Regions from separate parts of the Mus musculus genome. Here regions 1 and 2 are each linked to region 3. The links are chromatin contacts, called in public Hi-C maps. All regions are on one chromosome and are shown on one strand. The core of a region is the stretch at or near the end of the contact, and the rest is flanking DNA. Distances in the headings are between cores, read along the strand shown.

Region 1 (3,389 bases), core at 105-2,604, 190 kb after region 3:
TGTGGTCAAGTGGAAGTGTGGTTGGCTCCACCTTGGCATCTTTCCATGCCAAGGTCCTAGGGCCTAACAATATGTCCCTGTCTTAGCTTCAATCAAAAACAAAAGAAATTGATGGTGCCTGCCTGTTATCCTAGCACTTGGGAGGCTGAGGCAAAGAAAATAGTGATTTTTGAGGATAACTGTGGCAAGTTCAAGGCTGATAGGGGCTATGGTAAGATCCCATCTCAAACACATGGGGGTGAGTCCCATCTCATAAACACATGGGGATGGGGTTTTTTTTAAGAAACAAAGGGGAAAGTCCCAAAAGGATAATATCTTTCTAGAACGGAAGGAACTTTCCTTGTATTTGAACAGTAAGGGGAAAAGGAGCAGCCCAAAATCCCACGCAACCATTCCAGGAGCATATGGGCTTTGACCACCCTGCCTCTGCATCTGCCTCTGCATGAAGAAAAGATTAAACCTAAACCTAAGGGTGCCTTCCTTCCTCTCTGATGTAGTTCCCTGTCTTTCCATGTGTTGTCTCTCTTGTTTTTGCCTTTATCCCTCTTCCTTATCCCTCCTACCCTAAACCTTACAGATAGCTCGGGAGGCTGAGGCAGCCATGTTCCACCGTCTGCTGTTTGAAGAGCTTGTGCGAGCCTCCAGTCACTCCACAGACCTCATGGAGGCCATGGCCATGGGCAGCGTGGAGGCCTCTTATAAGTGTTTAGCAGCAGCTTTGATAGTTCTCACGGAGTCTGGCAGGTAGGGCCCTAAGGGCAGGTATCATTATAGGATAACCAGCTTCTCGCGCAACTAGGTCCGCTATGTGCCTGAGCCTAGGCACAGCCTCTCTCCTTCAGGAAGACAGCCAAGGTCACCATAGGGCAGGACCAAAGGATTCCCTTGGGCACAGTGGAAGTCACAGCACCTGGTGCAGGATGGTTCCTGTGGAGTTTCTAATCTTGCTCAGTTCAGAACATGGAGTGGCTCACCTTCTCCTGGCCATTTTTGTGCCCAGGGACATGTTCCTTCCCAGTTGTCTGTGACTCCTTTCCTCCCTCTCCATTTGTGACAAAGCTCTGACAAAGCCCTGTCCCCCGTCCTCGTCCCTCTGGACGGATGTTGCTCCCCTAGATTGCCCGAGAGGCAGAGGCTGCCATCTACCACTTGCAGCTATTCGAGGAACTCCGCCGCCTGGCGCCCATTACCAGCGACCCCACAGAAGCTGCCGCCGTGGGTGCCGTGGAGGCCTCCTTCAAGTGCTGCAGTGGGGCCATTATCGTGCTCACCAAGTCTGGCAGGTAGGAGGCGGCAGTGGCTCCCTGGGGATGCCCACGCTCAGTTGACACCTCTCCTTGAGGATGCCAAGAGTGAGTGGCTCTGGGCCAGTTTAAGGCCCCTGGCTGCCACTAGAGGATTCCAGGCAGCACTCACAGATAGACCAAACCAACTGGCTGGCTCCAGTGCACGTTCAAAGCCTGCCTCACAGAGAGCTGGAACAAACACCCAGTTTCACCGTGATTAGTACTGTGGGGCCTTTTGACAGAACACTGCGTGGCAGCTGGGCATGGCGGAGCATGCCTCTAATCTCAGCACTTGGGCCAAAGAGGTAGGCGAATGTCTGGATTTGTAGCCTGTCTAGTCTACAAAGTGAGTTCCATCCAGGACAGAGCCCTACTCACAAAATAGCTCAGCTGGTAAAGTTGCTTGCTACACAAGCTTGACCCATATTTGGTCCCCAGAAACCATGGAGGACGGAGAAGGCTGGCCCTGGGTATGCGCAAGGGTACACACTTGGAGGGGTCTTGGTGGATAAAGGATTTGCACAATCATGACTATCTGAATTTGAATCTGGCACCTTAAAGGTTTTTTATTATTACTTTTTATTTTTTTAAAGTGCACACAGAGGTCACCAGGAAAGGTGGTCTGGCCTTTAGGAGCACTGTCAGTTCTTTCAGAGGCCCAACACCTGCCTATATATGGCAGCTCACAACTGTCTGACTCCAGTCCTGGGGAAATCTAATGCATGTGGTCAGAATACCCAGGCAGCTGTAGTGAATGTACGGTGGAGGGAGAGAGTGAGGTGCCCAGTGTCTATCTATCTATATAGCACAATAGATAGATAAAAAATACCCAAGTGTGGTGGTGTGTGCCTGTAGCCCCAGTGCTCATGGTGCAGAGGAAGAAAGAGCAAGTTGTATCACAGCCTAGCTACAGAAAGCCAAACACATGTAAAATCAGTGTGGAGGACTAGGCACTGGTCTGTCTCCCTAAGGCAGTGTTCATGAACTAAGTAGCAGAAAGCTACTTAGGCCTGGGCTGAGGATGGTGGCCTCTGTGTAAGCTTGGCCATGAATGTTGGTATGTAGCTGGAAGCCAGGGATGATGGGGTACTGAGAAATGGGGACACTAAAACTATCATTTTTAGTCCTGGAGTTTTGAAAGCTCTAAAATACAAGGTCTATGCTAATTCTGGGGTTTCTCTGAAGAGTTCCTGGTTCCAGCAGCTACCTCCTTCCTTCAAAGCCTATGTATGCAGGCTAGCATGAAGCTCTGCTGTGGAATTCCTCAGTCCCCCGTGCCTAGCTAATTGAGTAATCTGATAGAGATAGACACTATCATTTGTTACAGGTTGAGAATAGGGGTTCCCTACATTCCCAGGGGATCTTGAATGGCCAGATATTCCTCTTACCACACCTGATCACCACCCAGATTTCTTTTTCTTTCTTTTTTTTTTAAATTTATTTATTTATATGAGTACACGTACTTCAGACATACCAGAAGAGGACATTGGTATCGGATCCCATTACAGATGGTTGCTGGGATCCCATGTGGTTGCTGGGAATTGAACTCAGGCCCTCTGGAAGAGCAATCAGTGCTCTTAACTGCTGAGCTATCTCTCCAGCCCCCAGATTTCTTTTTCTTTCTTTTTTTTTTTAAAGATTGATTTATTATTATATCTAAGTACACTGTAGCTGTCTGCAGATGCACCAGAAGAGGGTGTCAGATTTCTTTATGGATAGTTGTGAGCCACCATGTGGTTGCCGGGACCTGAACTCAGGACCTTCTGAAGAGCAGTCAGTGCTCCCAACCACTGAGCTATCTCTCCAGCCCTACCACCCAGATTTCTAAAACCATAGAAATTCTGAGGTTTCTTTTAACATTAGCTGCTAGGACTCCCATAGGAGAACAGTATAGTGTTATGGTGAACATTGTTGGCTTCCAGGGCCTGGTAACTCTGCTGCTGTTCTTTGCAGAAGAAGTCAGGAGCTAGGCACATGGTACTTGGATTGTAAAAGTTGCTGGCAGCTACAGGAGTGGGTTCTGCTGAGATTGGGCCAAAGCTGCCTCACTGCCAGATGGAAGGGTTCATTTGTGGGAAGAATTCTACCAGCCATGCTCCTATA
Region 2 (3,534 bases), core at 165-2,664, 150 kb before region 3:
TTGAAATCCATAGCAGAGGGCAGAGGACAAATTCGGTCTTCTTTGTAAAGTTCCTTCCTATGGCTTTTCTACACTAGAACCAGAACTACAGAGCTAAGTACCTCTAGCAGTGTAGAAAGCTGTAAGATTCTCTAAATACATTCAATAACTACATACTAAGTAGTCCTTTACAAAAACAGTTTGCTAACCTCTGACCTGTGTGGAAAAGAAAGATGAATCAAAAGGCCGCAGTAACTACCTGGGCTGCTGCTAACTTCTAATTCCAGTTTACTACAAGACTGACATGTGTCTTCTGGCCTAAGTGTTGTGAAGTCTCTGGAATTCCTTTGTAATAAACTGACTTTATTAGCAGCTTTAGAAAAGAAACCAGGAGTAAGGAGGGTGTTCCTGGAAGGCAAGAGGGCCAAGCACCTGTGAGTGGCAGGGATGCAGCCCTGTCTCAGGAACAGACCACAAAGCTCAGAGAAGCTAGTTTAATGTGTTCCACACCTCCTCAAACAACAAAACAATCAGTGATAGGCTTGATGCCTGTTGTTGTCATATACCTTACTTAAATTCTCTAAGAAATTCGCAGCATCGGTATAGATTTTCCAGTTTTATAGGAAACCAAAGCTCGGGGAAGTTAGTTTCCCTGACACAGAAGGGCCAGTGCTGGGACGCTTTGTCTCCTTTCTTTAGCTGTGTATCCTGACTATGTACACGCAGCGTCACAGACTCATGCACCCGACAGCATCCGATCCAAATAACATAACATTTCACTCATAAGTATTTCAGTACATGTTTCTCAAAGACATGATCTTTAAAAAAAAAAAAAATCAAGGCTAGAGATGGCTCAGCACTTAAGAGCACTGGCTGCTCTTCCACTGGGTTCAGTTCAAAGCACCCACACGGTGACTCACAACCAACCATATGTAACCTCACTTCCAAGAGATCCAACATCCTCTTCTAGCCTCAAAAGCACTTTACACATGTAGGCACACAGACATACATGTAGCCAGAACACTCATACACACAAAATAAATTAAATAAATCTTTGAAAAAGTTGTTTTAAACTTATAATACTATTATCTACCTGAAAAAAAGCAACCCTAAAAACTAGTCTTTGTCTCATGAAGCTCTCACATTCTAAAATTATTTTTTTTCTTAAACCACAATAGAAATAATGTCTACATTACCAAGAACTGTGCCTTCAATTCAAGCCTGTCTCCAAAACTTGTATATATTCCATTTCATCAGGGAATACCACCTTTCTGGCCTTTTAATGCTCTCTACATACACTAGTCCCTAACTCACCCCTGATGAATCTCTGCAGTAGGTGAAACCTGAAAAGAAAGCACCAATACGCCTTAAACAGCTAACAGCGCAGGAAGTATGCAAAGGAAAACAGAACAAGGTGGAGTCAAATCCATCCCTCATAAAAGCCACAAGGCTGCTGAATCTGACAGGAAGTGACAATGAGTGTCGCAGACAGTGAGAGGATGAGAGGAGCTGCTCATCCATCCTCCAGAGACCCAGTCCTCTTTCCCTTCACTACAGCGCCCCACTCCAGTTAGCAAGGACTTTCCAGCCTTCCTTTCAGAGGCTACGGCTGATGAGATACAGCAGAGGTTCCTTTGGGACTCGCTCTTCCTTGCTCTTTGAGCTCCTTTCAATGAATTAATACTTCTGAGCTGCAGCAGGCGCCATTTAACTAACCATGATTAAGTCTCAGCCCTGAAACTCTAGGACCACAAATGAATGCAAAAACCCATGATATGGATTCATGGAGGGGAAAAACTCTTTGTAAAGGCAATGTTTAGTCTGACTTTGTTTTGTACTTACACATAATTCCCAATTTACATAAGTGCATGATGAAAATAGGGGAGATAAGGAAGGTGAATATGATTAAACTATGAAAATGTCACAGTGAAACTCACTGTTTTATACAGTTAATTTACACTAATAAAAAAGAGAAGATGATGAAGGGAAAATAATCAGAAGAGTCACTTAAAGTTTTCATAACACAAAGAAAGTCAAAAGAAACAGCTGCTGACTGCCAAGCAGATAGGGGAAATATGCAAAGTACATATGAAGACATCTGCTGCTGATGCTTACGAACTCCAAATGTACCAACGTGACCTCTAAAGCTCTTGGAAATGACATGGGAAACCACGGCTGGAATCACACCAGTACAAACCTGTCAGCCACACTAACAGCTGCAAAATATAAACCAAAGTCTACAAAGCTACGCAGAAATGCCGTGCTGAGGACAGAATCAAAGACAGTGAACATCTAAGAGCTCTAGCCAAGCCCTAGGCAGTGGCTGAGTACCACTGAGGCAGACCCATCTCTCTGGGTTTGAGGCCAGCCTGCTCTACATAATGCATTTCAGGTCAGCCAGTGCTACACAAATTGAGACCTTATTAAAATAAAAAAAGAGCTGGGGGTGGTGGCACATGCCTTTAATCCCAGCACTTGGGAGGCAGAGGCAGGCGGATTTCTGAGTTCGAGGCCAGCCTGGTTACAAAGTGAGTTCCAGGACAGCCAGGGCTACACAGAGAAACCCTGTCTCGAAAAACAAAAAAATAAAAAATAAAAAAAGAGCTATTTGCTGAGAAAGAAATGCTGTTTCTCACTTACCCAGTCTTTCTGGTTAAGTTTAGCTGCTTCATTATATACTTCAGTGGCAGCTTTGTGTTTTCCCAGAAGAAACCTGTGAAGATAAATTTTCTATAATTATTACTTCCTCAATTCATTACTTTTGGTTTGTTTTTGAGGCAGGTCCTTACGTAATTCCAACTAGCCCCCAATGCACTGTGTGACCAAGGATAACTTGGAACCGGTCCTCATGCCTTCAGCTCCAAGTACTAGGGTTATGGTGTGCACTGCCACACCCAGCTAACCTAAACTCCTGTAGGATTAACTCTACAAATTCACATTTTACACATGTTCCAGAGCTAAAAATTGTATAAGTATTTTTCAAAAAGTTGAGCTGGTTGTATGGGAACGGCAGGGGGCACCATTGCGCCCCAAAAGCAGAAGCTCTTGAGGCAGAGCTTGTGTCAGCGCTGTTCTAAGACAGTAAGGTCATCACACACCAATGTTGGTGGCATTCTTCTGTAACTACTATCTGTATTGTTTTATAAAAGTAGACAGCCGGGCGTGGTGGCGCACACCTTTAATCCCAGCACTTGGGAGGCAGAGGCAGGCGGATTTCTGAGTTCGAGGCCAGCCTGGTCTACAAAGTGAGTTCCAGGACAGCCAGGGCTATACAGAGAAACCCTGTCTCGAAAAAGCAAAATAAAACCAAAAACATAAAAAATAAAACTAAAAGTAGACAAAACCAACAAAAGGTCAAACCATATGCCATGAAGCATAGCCACCATCATCTCCAACCTTGCCCAGTAAGGGCGGATCCTTTTCCTCCTCAACCCAGGTCTCTTTTTGATCATGAATTTGAAGAGAACTGAGTTCTATATGAAAATGATGCCAGTAAGAAAGGCAGTGTGGGGAGGAACATGGAGATGGCACTGCATGGAACACTAGGGTGTGAAA
Region 3 (3,317 bases), core at 784-3,283:
TAAATAAAAGCAATTCAAGTTTTAACCAAATTCCTTGCTAATGCAATTTTTTTGTTTCTTTAAAAAAAAAAATGAAAGAAAGAAATCTCAATTAATTATATAAAAACTAGAGCAGTGAAACTTAACTGACTTCTACAATCCTCCCATTTATTTTTTTATTGAAAAATGCACCATCATCTACAATGAAAATTGAGTTTCCACTACCAACAACACTAGATGAGATTTTTCCATTACACCAAACACATTCTTTAATGCCTACAAGGTTTAATCTGCAAAACGGTGCCTTCTGAATCAAACCATAAACATGTTAATAATGGAAAGTCAGCAAGTAGGCAGTAACACTGATAATCTGTCCATTCTAAAGTTAAGAAGCAATGTGCTTAAAAAAAAGAGTAACTTCTTGTTCATATGTAGTTTCCTTCCATGTAGCTACTATTTTCTAAAAGTTAAAATGAATCAAGATTTCACTCTGATTTTTCATTTTTCCAACATTTTTCGAGGCTGACCCTAGAGCCTCGAACTTTTTGCTCTACCACTGAGCTGTTATTATCTCCAGCCCTCTTTTTACTCTATCTTGAGAGAATCTCACCAAGTTGCCCGGGACAGCTTTGAGCTCACTCTGTAGTCCAGGTAGGCCTTGAACTTGCCACCATCCATCTGCCTCGACCTTCTAAGTAACTGAAATTTCAGACTTTCACCACCGGGTCCTATGTTATCTTTACTTTCCAATCATATCCCATTTGTAACAACTTTTCCCCCAAACAAATGTAAATTTATTTCCTAAAGCTCAAAAATACAAAATCGGGATGTATATAGCGTTAAATAGGATGCAGTTTCTGGTCTGAAGCAAGTTTAACTTCTATGCACGAAACAGAAACCTTCAGAGAATAGAGTCCAGAAGCCGGAATGCCTCTACTTTCTAATTCACAATAGAGTTTTGTCCAATTAGACAACACTGTGTTTTATTGTTGCCGAAGCTGCAAGGGTGGGTAGGGGATCTGCAATAACTATTCCAACAGCTTCCATCAAGTTACTTGCTACCAATGGAAGAAGTAGCAGTTAGGTCCCAAAGAAAACATACTCCTCCCACTCCCCCAAAAATGTAGGCATAAGCCTCACCATCAGAAAATAAGGTCCATCAGCACCTCTTCCGAGAAATAGTTCCCTTCCCCCACCTTTAAGTAGCCACTTAGGACTGCCAAGGAGATCCATTTCTTTATTAGCCGGTGCCCACTTGGAGCAATCATACACTAAAGCTGCTCTGAAGGGCCTGCCCTAATCCCATCTGAAACTGCTCAAAAGACTCAAGGGCTAGGGATAAACCTTGAGAAAAGGGCCGGGTTCTTTCTGACACCTCTTTCACACTCACCACCTCACCCGCCTCTAGCCCGCCCCGGTATCCCATCCTCCGGCCGTAGTCATGCAGGAACTGCCGGCCATAGCCGCTCAGGCAGCCCCAGGCCTCCGCCATGCCAGGACTCCGGGAAGCACCGCCCAAGCGCACCTCCCGACCGGCCGGCAGGGCACACAGGCCCGTGACGAGCCAGGCCCTGGCCTGCTCTTCGGCGCCGCACAGGCCGCCTTGGGTCCGCTCCCTAAGCCGGCTCCGGGGCCAGATGGCGTGGCGGGGCCCCTCACCTGGATGACCTCGTTGACCTCCCGGATACATTCCACCATGTGCTGCAGGATCTGTTCGGCCGTGAGCACCTCGTAGCGGTAATCCTCCTCCTGCTCGTGTCCCGGGCCGCCGCCGCCACCGCCACCGCCGCCGCCGCCTCCCGGACCCAGAGCGCTGCCGCCGCCACCGCCAGTCTCCCCGCACAGCAGTCCGTCTCGCTCCCCGCCGACGCCCAGCCCGGGCTCCACCAGCTCCACCTCGCCCAGATCCAGGTTATCATCGTCCGGCTCGTCCTCGTCGTCGTCCTCCTCCTCCTCGGCGCCGCTGTCCTCCTCGCTGCACTCCTCGTCCTCGTCGAACTCGTAGTTGTAGCCCTCGTCCGAGTCCATGGCGCGACGCGCGCGGGCCCGGCAGACGCTGGCCGCGGCGCGGAGAGGGCGGGGACGCCGAGGCCCCGGCTCTCGCTCCGGCTCCGGCTGCCGTCCGGACGCAGGCCTGGTTCCGGCCCCGTGGGCCGCGGCTGCTCCCCGCGTGCGGCGGTTGGAGGCGGGCGGTGGCGGCGGCGGGGAGGGCGCGGAGCAGGGCGGGAGGGAGCGCGGGGGCCGCTTGCTGCCGGCCTCAGTCAGACGCCGCTCCGCTCCGGGCTCGGACGGAAAACAGTCCCCTGCGCCACCTCCGCGGCCGCTGCTACCGCTACTGAGCCAACAAAGGGGCGTGCGTCACCGCGCCGCGCTACGTCATCGCGTCGGTCCGCTGCACGTCACCGCGCCACGCCCCTTGGCCCCTGCGTAGTATTTGGGGAGACCCCACGGCCGAGCCTGAGCAGGACGGGAGCGCGGCGGCGCGGCGGTGGCCCGGAGACACTGGGAAGCTGTGGCTCCTTGACGTGAGGAGGCTGGGGCCTTCCGGTCGTGGGGAGGAGTCTGGGGAGCGCCCAAGCGGAGGTTTTCTCCGAGGACCTTTCTCGCTTCCGGGCCTCACAGGCACATCTGACACGCCCTGGCTAGTTCCGGGAAGCCGGTAGCTGTGCTGCTAAAATTCCGGTTGCCCGAGTTACTGCCTGGAAGGTAGTAGTACGCGGAACCTCCAAGTTGGGTGACAGGTAGTTGGAGTGTTGCTGTCCACTCGTGGCTCTACAGCGGTTCTTGGGTCCCCCTGATGTGACGTCATAGTAAAGACTCAGTTCCTGAACTCATCTTGACAAGCACTTCTTGAGGGTCCGGAACAATGTGACAGTCCTGTTCCTCAATTAAGGCCATCAATTCCTCAATCACTAAGGGCCTTCCATAGATTAGTGCTCATTACCACAGAGTCCTAGTACCCAGATTATAGCGGAGGCACCCGAGACTCTAAAAATAAAAGTGTATATACCTTGTGGTGGCATACACCTGTCCAGCATGCACAAAGGCCCCAATTTCAGTCCCCAGCAATGGAGCAGAGAGGTTTTCTGATACATAATAAATCTTACATTTTATGTAAATTACAGTGATAATTCCAGGAAACAGTGCAGGCAAACCACATCTACAAAGACCAAGAGAGACTGCTTATCTGGAAATAGTGCAGAAGTGAGCTGGGTTGATGGATGGCTATTTCAACAGAGGAGGAGAGGAAGATGGCCTTGGGTCAAAACAGAAGGTTCACAATAGTTACAAGGCTGAAGTTTAAAACTCAATCAGTAAATGGGAAGTATTGGGCAAAT

Evidence for each region. Hi-C and Micro-C count contacts between places; a contact is called where the count stands out from the background.
Region 1: a Hi-C map of olfactory sensory neurons shows a contact between it and region 3, with 2.3 times the contacts expected there. The contact joins the enhancer-like site here to the promoter of Arih1 in region 3. A contact is called at or near these places in 12 of 39 promoter capture datasets (3T3-L1-derived adipocytes, the C10 cell line, the HPC-7 cell line and 7 more), 18 of 484 Hi-C or Micro-C datasets (the Ba/F3 cell line, CD8 T cells, the G1E-ER4 cell line and 12 more), 1 of 115 datasets of contacts at active chromatin or transcription factors (pancreatic cancer cells) and 3 of 9 other capture datasets (adipose tissue, liver and macrophages).
Region 2: a Hi-C map of Th1 cells shows a contact between it and region 3, with 4 times the contacts expected there. The contact joins the enhancer-like site here to the promoter of Arih1 in region 3. A contact is called at or near these places in 15 of 39 promoter capture datasets (the 3T3-L1 cell line, 3T3-L1-derived adipocytes, the C10 cell line and 8 more), 3 of 15 datasets of contacts at CTCF or cohesin (the G1E-ER4 cell line, large pre-B cells and pro-B cells), 56 of 484 Hi-C or Micro-C datasets (B cells, the C2C12 cell line, CD4 T cells and 34 more), 33 of 115 datasets of contacts at active chromatin or transcription factors (the 230-238 cell line, DN3 thymocytes, the HPC-7 cell line and 18 more) and 4 of 9 other capture datasets (adipose tissue, liver, macrophages and 1 more).

What each region holds. Positions count from the first base shown.
Region 1 is chr9:59,674,452-59,677,840 of GRCm38.p6, forward strand. It overlaps Pkm (pyruvate kinase, muscle), which reads left to right. Exons shown (of 11, transcript NM_011099.4): 9 at 1,117-1,283. Among named protein-coding and RNA genes, the nearest start is that of Gramd2, 4.0 kb to the right of the region's middle. Within about 2 kb of position 1,355, at least 9 of the 459 cell types and tissues checked have an H3K27ac peak or open chromatin away from gene starts, as enhancers often do. A contact at or near this core is called in olfactory sensory neurons, where this site is marked.
Region 2 is chr9:59,337,192-59,340,725 of GRCm38.p6, forward strand. Bbs4 (Bardet-Biedl syndrome 4 (human)) reads right to left here. Exons shown (of 16, transcript NM_175325.3): 6 at 2,620-2,692. Among named protein-coding and RNA genes, the nearest start is that of Bbs4, 15 kb to the right of the region's middle. Within about 2 kb of position 1,415, at least 13 of the 459 cell types and tissues checked have an H3K27ac peak or open chromatin away from gene starts, as enhancers often do. A contact at or near this core is called in CD8 T cells, Th1 cells, Th17 cells and 3 more, where this site is marked.
Region 3 is chr9:59,484,341-59,487,657 of GRCm38.p6, forward strand. It overlaps Arih1 (ariadne RBR E3 ubiquitin protein ligase 1), which reads right to left and starts at 2,034. Exons shown (of 14, transcript NM_019927.2): 1 at 1,639-2,034. The coding sequence starts at 2,007.